Linked DNA regions of Sus scrofa: region 2 is linked to region 1. Evidence: chromatin contacts called from public Hi-C data. All regions are on one chromosome and are shown on one strand. The core of a region is the stretch at or near the end of the contact, and the rest is flanking DNA. Distances in the headings are between cores, read along the strand shown.

What was found. A called contact is a pair of places that touch in the nucleus more often than the background predicts.
Region 2: a Hi-C map of liver shows a contact between it and region 1, with 2.2 times the contacts expected there. The contact joins the enhancer-like site here to the promoter of ALDH4A1 in region 1. A contact is called at or near these places in 7 of 47 Hi-C or Micro-C datasets (embryonic fibroblasts, liver, retroperitoneal adipose tissue and 2 more) and 2 of 2 datasets of contacts at active chromatin or transcription factors (alveolar macrophages and skeletal muscle).

What each region holds. Positions count from the first base shown.
Region 1 is chr6:77,401,779-77,406,325 of Sscrofa11.1, forward strand. ALDH4A1 (aldehyde dehydrogenase 4 family member A1) reads right to left here and starts at 2,237. Exons shown (of 16, transcript NM_001252213.1): 1 at 2,175-2,237. The coding sequence starts at 2,236.
Region 2 is chr6:77,509,996-77,514,542 of Sscrofa11.1, forward strand. No RefSeq gene overlaps it. Among named protein-coding and RNA genes, the nearest start is that of IFFO2, 54 kb to the left of the region's middle. Within about 2 kb of position 2,231, at least 50 of the 83 cell types and tissues checked have an H3K27ac peak or open chromatin away from gene starts, as enhancers often do. A contact at or near this core is called in alveolar macrophages, embryonic fibroblasts, liver and 3 more, where this site is marked.

The DNA of each region.
Region 1 (4,547 bases), core at 987-3,486:
CCCTACAACAAAGGACTTTCGGACTCAAATGTTCATACTGCCTACAGTCCGAGGCTGGGAAACTGGGGCATCAGGCCAAGTGCTATATGCAAAGAGGTAACCTGAGCCGGCAGATCTGGTTGCAAAATGCTCTGATTGCAAAATGCTTTTTTCCACTCGGGAGGTTTTGTAATGAAGAGTGAGTCTGGAGGCAGCTTTATATTTGTCTTAACTGGCAGGTAATTTTCCCATCTATAAAATGGTAAGAATACAGTGCTTATCAGCCTAGTGCCAAGCCTATAGTACTTGATTGCTTGGTAACAATTGCTGTTATGAGGTGGTTTTGGTTTTTTGTTTTTGTTTTTTGTCTTTTTAGGGCCACATCCACAGCATATGGAGGTCCCCAGGCTAGGAGTCAAATTGGAGCTGTAGCTGCTGTCCTGCACCACAGCCCCAGCAACTCCAGATCCTTAACCCACTGAGCGAGGCCAGGAATTGAACCTGCATCCTCATGGATGCTGGTCAGATTCATTTCCACTGAGCCATGACAGAAACTCCAGAGTTTTGGGGTGTTTTTTTGTTTTTTCCAGAATATGGATTTCTTTCTACCAGATATTAGAGGATTTTTTGAGTGTTTTGTTTGTTTGTTTGTTTGTTTTGCCTAAGGCTCTCTTCCCCATTAAACTGAAAACTCTTAGAGGGCCCCCATCCACAAGCAAATCCCCTGGGTACCCCTCCCTGCAATGTCTAGCACAGCACTTGCACACGTGGGTAATCAGTAAACACGTGAATCTAGGCAGCTTTCATCTAGGGTCTGAGATGGGTAGTCTCAGAGTCCAGGGAGAGGCCAACAAATGGGATCACGTTGGTGAGCGTGGCCCCTGGTCTTGGTTTGGAAGGGCCCTTCTCTTCCATGTCCCCTTCTCTACCCTGTCTTCCACCTCTCCCCACTCCCAGAGAATACGCTGCCCTGCTGAAACTCATCCATGCCCAGGGCACCACAGCACTATCCCTTGGGACACTGATTAACTCCGAACGGGCATGGCTGAGCCAGCAGGAGAGACAGGGCTGGCCACAGTCCTAGGGGTCGGGCAAACAAAACGCAAACTGGGGGCAGGAGCTGCCCAGCTCTGAAACAGAGACCAGCAGAAACTCGGGTCCAAAAGGGTGCATGCAGCCTCACCAGTCTATGGGCCTCTCTGGGGCAGGATCTGTGCTCTACCCATACCCTCCTCAAGACCAAGGGCAGAAAGGGGCTCTGAGAACAGGTATCACTGAGTGGGCAAGGGTCCAGGAACCCAACTCCACAGCGTGGGGATTTGCAAACCTGGATTTGTAGGGCAGCTCCACTCTGAAACTACACCCGGGTTTCTTCATCTGTAATTTGGAATAACAGCTACCCAGGAGAAGGTTAAACATGAGTGATAATAATGATCGTGGTTAATAGTAACTGGGCACTGCCTAGGTGCCAGGTACTGTTCACTGCACTTTACATGTACTAACGCATTTATTCACCATCACAGTAAGGCACATGCCCCAAGGACCTAGCACAGGTTTGGCATTCTATACACACCCCGTAAGTATTATTGTTCCACCTATCAGGAAAAAAATCCAAAAGGTCTCCTTTTCTTTCTCCCCAACACTTGACTTGAAAAAAAGGAGAAAAAGAAAAGCGAGAAATAGAAATGCTCGTAGACGGAGAAAGGACCCAAAGAAGCCCGAGGATGGGTCCTGAATGTAAGACAGAGGGTGCGGAGCTAAGAAGCGGGGTGTGCTAAAAATAGAGGTGCCCTCAGAGGAAGCCACAAAACTCCGGCCGTGTGCAAATTTCGAAGACCCAATACCAGGAGAAAGAAGAGTGACTGGAGGCTAAACTCTAAGCGAGGGAGCCACAAGAGCACCGAGCTACACCAACACGCTGCAAGACTCAGGAAGGGGATGCCCCTCGATGAAGGAAGGCGACCGCCTTTGGGAGACGGGGAGATCGCAGTGGGAGGAAGGCCTAGGCAGCGGTCGGACGGCACCTGAGGAAGTGTCACCCGCCGGAGGAGAGCCCCTGGGAAAACCGGCAAGGGTCTGGCAAGGAGGGAGTCCCGCACCGGGAGGCGCCCAGCGACCCCACCCCCCACCCCCACCCCGGGACCCTCGGCCATTAGGTGCCGCTAGGGTTTTCCCCAGGCCCGGTGCTCACTCACCCGGCCGCCCTCCAGGGGCGAGCCAACAGGGCACGGCGGAGCGCGGGCAGCGACAGCAGCATCTCGAGCTCAAGGCGCGGCTGCTCGCTGGACCGTTCGCCCCCGGAGCTGAGAGAAGGCGCGGCCCCGCCCGGAGCGCACCACCTCGAACATAGGGGAGAACCTATCACTCCGGCCGTCCTCAAAGTAGAGCTCTACAGAAATATCTCTATATTTACCTTCTACTAACAAAATAATTCTCTTTTCATGGCATTATAAAGAGTATTATATGACAAAGAACAAAATAACTCAAAAGAGAATCCTTGAAATGTTCATATTTCCCCCTCCCCTCTTTATGGTTTGACCCAGCCGGCCTCCAAAAGGGCCGAGGGCCAGAGGGAGTGAGCTCCACCGACCAATCAGAGTGACACATGGGAGCTCCTGGACCAATCAGAGGTGTGGTCATGTTGCAGCCTTCTTAGGCCGGGATAGAGGGGCTGAAACAGCCAATGAAAAAGCGGGAGTGGAGCACGTGTGAGGCGGAGCGGAAGGACCGCGGGTCTGTGGGTCAGGTGCTGCTTGAGTCCCGGCCCCACCACTCTAGCTGCCCTTGATTTGTGGACGATAGACTCTTGACCCTGCAAGGCCACTCTGCAGCCAGCCCCCTGCCTCTACTCAGAGGCTGCAGCCCCTGGAATGAGCCTGCTGTCCCTAGTTCTGGCTTCCTGGCTGGCACCCAGCCGCCCTCTCTCTCCATCTCCGGGCCTGTAGCGGGGCCACCCAAAAAGCTTCCTGTGGCCTAAAGCTTAGATAAATCGGCCTGCTTCGTTGCAGATTACGATCAAAAGAAGATAAAACCCGAGCCATCCTATGCTCAGGCTGTCCTTCAAAGCCTTTATTTTTGCAACCTAGAGCACAATTTCAATTTTTCTCTTGGAGAAGTTGTTTGCCTGATGAACGTTATTTATTTATTCACTTAGGTCTTTTTTATGGCTACACTCGCGGCATGTGGAAGTTCCCTGGCTAGGGGTCTAATCAGAGCTGCAGCTGCCGGCCTACTACCCCACAGCCACAGCAACGTGGGATCGGAGCTGCACCTACGACCTGCACCACTGCTCACAGCAACGCTGGATCCTTAACCCACTGAGCGAGGCCAGGGATCCAATCTGCATCCTCATGGATACTGGTCGGGCTCCTTACCGCTGAGCCACAACGGGAACTTCCGTGATGAACGTTATTTAATACTGGGATTCTGAAGTCTTCCTGAGGACAGAATCTTAAGGGCGCATTCTATTCCTAAAGTGCTGTTATGGTTTTTCTAATGCATTCTTCTAATGTATCTGTTTAAATGTTTTCCAGCAGAGTGTACCCAGAACCCGCTGAGGAGTCATTAGAGTTCCAAAGCTCATGGTAGTTTATCCCTGTCATTGGCAAAAGACATAACCTTACTGAGCCTGTTTCCATGTCTATAAAATGGGGGTAATAATATCCACCTTAGGATGCCCTCATTATTTCATGCTACTCCTCTTTCTTCAGAAAGTCACACTCTTTCAGGCACTTTGGGGAACTTAGAGTGGGGAAGGGGAAAAAGAAAGAACAATCGTCCCTCAGTGTCCGTGGGAGACTGGTTCCAGGAAATCCAGCTTTGCTGGAGTCACTTACAGAAAAGGGCACAGTACAGTCAGCCCTCCCTATCTGAGGATGCGAAACTTGCAGATTCATAGAACCAACTATACAACAAGTGCAAGTCTTAGCAATGGTAAAAGTAAATCGGGATTGGTGGTGGCCGTTTTTCTTCACCCTTAAAGAAAACCCTAGTCATGGAGCCCAGATCACACAGGCCAATGTCTCCCTGAATTCAGGCATTAGCAAGAAGAAACTAGAACATTGGATGGTGTCAAATCCAGGGCCTGGGAGGTGGCCTTTCAAGGACACTGTGAGGAGGTTTAAGAAATGGGGTCAATGTGATTAATAGGACCTCAATTCCAAACCAGCCTGTGCCAGTTATTCAGTCTGTGATCTCTGTGGCTCACTCGTCCTCCTCGGTAAGATGCGCAAGATAATTCCTGCTTTAACTACTTCCAAAGATTTCGTTGTGAGGTGCAACTATAACAGGTGATATGACATTTCTGCATTTGATCACTAATTGGCTAATTACTGTTTTACAGTTTTTATGTGGCCCTCTGTCTTGTCCCTCCCTCATTGCCACTTTAACCCTTATTTATTTATTTTGCTTTTTAGGGCCGCACCTGCGGCACATGCAAGGTCCCAGGCTAGAGGTCCAGTCAGAGCTACAGCTGCTGGCCTATGCCATAGCCATAGCAATGCAGAATCCGAACCCGCATCTTCATGGATCCTAGTTGGGTTCATTAACCACTGAGCCACAAAGGGAAT
Region 2 (4,547 bases), core at 981-3,480, 110 kb after region 1:
TCCCCCACCCCTAGCAATGATACATTTAATTAATCGCCAGGTCATCGTTAGCTGTTCTCAAAACAGTGGCATCCGGAAGGCAACAGCCCACTTAAAAGTCATTCAGCAGGTGCTTCTGCTCCATCCACCTTGCCCCACCACCCAAATCCCATTGACTTTCATCCATCACGTCCCTACTCAAAGTGTGGTCCCTGGGTCAGCAGCATCAGTACCACCAAGAGCTTGTTGGAAATGTGGAACCTCAGACCCCAATCCCCAGGCACTATGCTAAGAGCATATTAACTGGATACCATTTCACACTCTAGTCCCAGAACCTTTTGCTCCAAACCCTACAACGTACCTCTATCGTCCCCATTCCTACAGAGGAAGCTGGGGTTCAGGGAGGGACAATGATTCACCCCAGGTTAAACAGCCAGGAAATGGTAGAGGTAGGATTCAAACCTAGGGTTTGTCTCTGTCTCCGAAGTTGATGGAAATTAGCACCGATACTCCACGTGGCGGAAAAGAGACGGGAAATCAACAGGTATCCAACATCCCCTCCATGCAAAGCCCTTTACCTGGTTTATGACATGGGATCTTCCTGACTCCCTTATGAAGTAGGGATGGAGAGTCTCATTTTACAGACGAGAATACAAGACTCAGGCAGGAGAGGGGACTTGCCCGAGGCCCACAGCCAGGAAATGGCAGACACGGGCTGGAACCCAGCTCTGTTTACCTGAGGCCCAGTGAAGCCCGGAGGTGGACACCAGCTGGGGGAGGGGAGCGTTGCTGGTTTGCTGCTCCAGCTCCCGCCTGCCCCTTCTCCCACCTAGGAGAGCTGGTGGCTTTGGGTCAATATCCACACTTCCTTCCCCTTTCTAACCCTCAGACTTTGGCTTAATCATTGTCCCATTCTGATGGAGCACAAACAGCTGCCTATCTCGGTGATCAATAGGCTGCCGATGCATGATGTCACCCCCCACTATGTCCATTCGTTGCTGGCAGGTGCCTGGAATTCCTGAGATGGCTCTCCCGCATGCCTGAGGCTCTGGCTGCAGGTCCTTCTCCGTCTGACCCTGGGTGTGCATCTCTGCAGCAGAGAGAAGGCATCCTGCCCTGCTGACCATCACAGACAGGAGGGGGGACCCAAGAGACCCATCCCCGTGCCGTTCCCATCCCTCTCAGCTGTGAGGTTTTGGCAGATTTCTCACTATTCTGAGCCTCCGTTTCTCCACCTCTAAAATGGGTAGGTGATAACCTGACCTCCCAGGTGATCATGGGAAGTATGTGGGGTGCGAGGAAGTGGCTGGTGGGGAGGCTCACGGTCCTCACTGCCAGGAATCCAAACTCAGCTCAGGACTGTAGGTAGGATTGGCCGGCGGGAAGCGGGCAGCACAAAGACATTGATCTACACGGGCGTCTCACAGGAGGAAATGCCATGTGGAAGAAGAGGAGGGAAAATGGGATTGGGCACTGGCACCACATGTGCGCCCTGTGAGGAGGTGCCAGGCAGGTGCCAGGTTACGCCATCCTTGGGGACCAAGGTGTGAAGAGAGTGGTGAGAGCAGCTGTCACTCACCTGCAGAAACATGGCACATGGACCTGGTGAGGGTGGGGGCTTCGGAAAACTGCTCTTGGCATGAATTTCCACCATCCTACGGATGGCACTGGCCAGGCCCCCTCAGTAACCTCAAGGACAAAAGACATAGAAGGGCTGAGGGGTGATAAAAAGCACAGACAGGACCTGTGATGAATGGAGCGAGGTTTTGTGAGCACCTGGGACCCGGAGTTCCAGTCGGACTCCCAGACGCCCCCCAGGGAAGGGGCTGCATGTCCCAGGAGCTGTTGGCTGCCAGACCCACTGAAACTCCGGTGGGTGTTCTTAACACGGGCCTGTTTATCCACAGGGCTGGGGAGACAGGCTCCCGCAGAGGACACACACTCAAGCGAGGGAGGGCAGGGCTCCTGGAAGCCAAGCTGGTCGATCCGGGGCTTCAAGCTGGGAGCCCTACAACCTGCATTCTCCCGACCTGCCCCCTCCCCGACCTGGGCTCAGGGTGAAAGGCACGCCCAGGGGGGCCCCAGTGAAGTCCTTATAAAGTGAAACCTTCTTCGTGAGTCAGTCGGGGCCTGGCCGGCCCAGCTCATTCATTGGAAAGGTATTTTCTTTTCAGCACTCCTCTGCCCTTTCGCTGCCGCGGCAGTGAGGTCACAGCTAGTAAACACTCTGCCTTGCGGTAAATTTCCTGTGAATTTCTGCTTCTGTTTAACTCGCCAAACCTCGAGGGAGGCGGACCGCCTAGAACAGGACAAAGGGCACTGGGCTGAGTCGGAGGCCTGGCTTCTGATGGCAGCCCAGCCCCTTTCTGGCTGCGGGAACTTGGCCAATGAAGTCACATGGGCCTGGGTCCTTCTGTTGACAAAGTGAAGTCACAGCTACTGAAAGGATTCTAAAGACACACATAGCACCACTCGCTAATCCAATCAACAAATATTTATTGAGTGATTAATATGTGCAAACGCTATGCCGAGCACCATGGAAACTGGGGGAAAGGGTATGTGCGTGTGGTGACCCAGTCTGGGGTGTGCAGGTGAGTTTTATGGAAGCAGTGACAACGGGGTGGGAGATGGAAAATACGAGCGGGCATCGCCCAGGCAGAGAGAAGCTGGGAGCAGAGAGAAGCTGGGAGCAGAGCCCCTGCAGAGACGCAGAACTGTGGTTCGTCCTGAGCACTGGAGAAGGTCAGCGCGCCTGGAGCACGGGGGTGAGGGGAGCATGGACATAACGGGGCCACCAAAGGGTGGGAACCAGTACTGAGCCTACAGCCCCCAAGGGCAGCTTCCAGCTGGGTTATTCCAAAAGGCCAGCATTTTCCCCAAAGAGTTCCATGGGCTTTGTGGAGCCGTTGTGAACTATGAATGGGTAGAACTTCATGTGGGGCAAAGTCAGACACTATCAGGGTCCTCGCTGTGACTCACTGGCTTAAGAACCCAACTAGTATGCAGGACGATGCTGGTTCAATCCCTGGTCTCGCTCTGTGGGTTAAGGATCCAGCATTGCAGCAAGCTGCGGTGTAGTTCAAAGATGCAGCTCGGATCCTGCACTGCTGTGGCTGTGGTGTAGGCCGGCGACTGTAGCTCTGATTTGACCCCTAGACTGGAAACTTTCATATGCTGCAGGTTTGGTCCTAAAAAAAAGACAAACAACAACAAAAAGACCCTGACACTCTCATCTTCTCAACGATAGTGTGGAGCAAAGGCAGAGGGTATGGAAAAACTTACAACTGAAAATATTCTATTCCTTAATTTTACTTTTCTGGGTTTTTTTGGGGGGGAGGAGGGGTATATCCATGGCATGTGGAGGTTGCCAGGCTACAGGTCGAACCAGAGCTACAGCAGCTGGCCTACACCACAGCCATAGCAACGCCAGATCTGAGCCGCGTCTGCGACCTACACCACAGCTCAGGGCAACGCTGGATCCTTAACGCACAGAGCAAGGCCAAGGATCGAACCCGAGTCCTCATGGGTACTAGTCAGATTCCTTATGCTGAGCCACGATGGGAACTCCTATTTTTCTATGATTTGAAACAGCACTACCATGGTTTTAGGGATAGAAAATGCCAACCCAATGCCCAGAAGAGCAGTTTCTCCATGGAGTGCCCATGTGAGCCCAGCTAAACTCAGGACTGGCCTTCTACAGACACAGCGTGCAGGGGGCCAGCAGGGCTGGCTAAAGAGGGGCAGGGGACCCTGGGGAGGGGGGCACTGCCAAAGAATAAACTGCACACTGGCAAGGGTTCCCGTCTTTCCATTTTGAGAGCAGAATAAAATCCAGGGCCTGGATCTCGGCAATATTTATCTTATAAAGACGATGCTGCCTAAGAAAACACGGGGAGGTAAGCTCCTTGACATTGGTCTGAGAAAGATTTTTTTTGGATTTGACACCAAACACAAAGCCCATAACAACAAGTAACCCTCCAACTCATAGAAACAGAGAAGAGAAAAGTGGTTGCCCGGGGCTGGGAGGTGAGAAAAATAGAGGTTAATAAAGGGCACAAGTATTCCAGTCTAAGATGAAAAAGGTCTGAGGATCTAATGTGTAACCTGATGGCTACAGTTGATAACACTATATTATATACTCACAATTTAAAAAAAAATTTTTTTAAGGGCTCCACCTGCAGCATATGGAAGTTCCCAGGCTAGGGGTCAAATTGGAGCTGCAGCTGCCAGCCTACACCACAGCTCACAGCAATGCCAGATCCTTAACCCATAGAGAGGGGCCAGGGACCAAACCCACAACCTCATGGTTCCTAGTCAGATTCATTTCTGCTGAGCCCCAGCGGGAACTCCCTATAGACTTGCAATTGGCTAAGAGAGTAAAAGTTAAATGGTCTCACCAAAAAAATTAGATGCGGGTATATATATATATATATATATAATATATATACATATATATATATATATATATAGTAATGGATGTGTTAATTAACTAGATGGGGAAACTTTTCACAGTGGGTGTTTATATTAAATCATCACAATGTACACTTCAATATCTTAATTTTATTTGT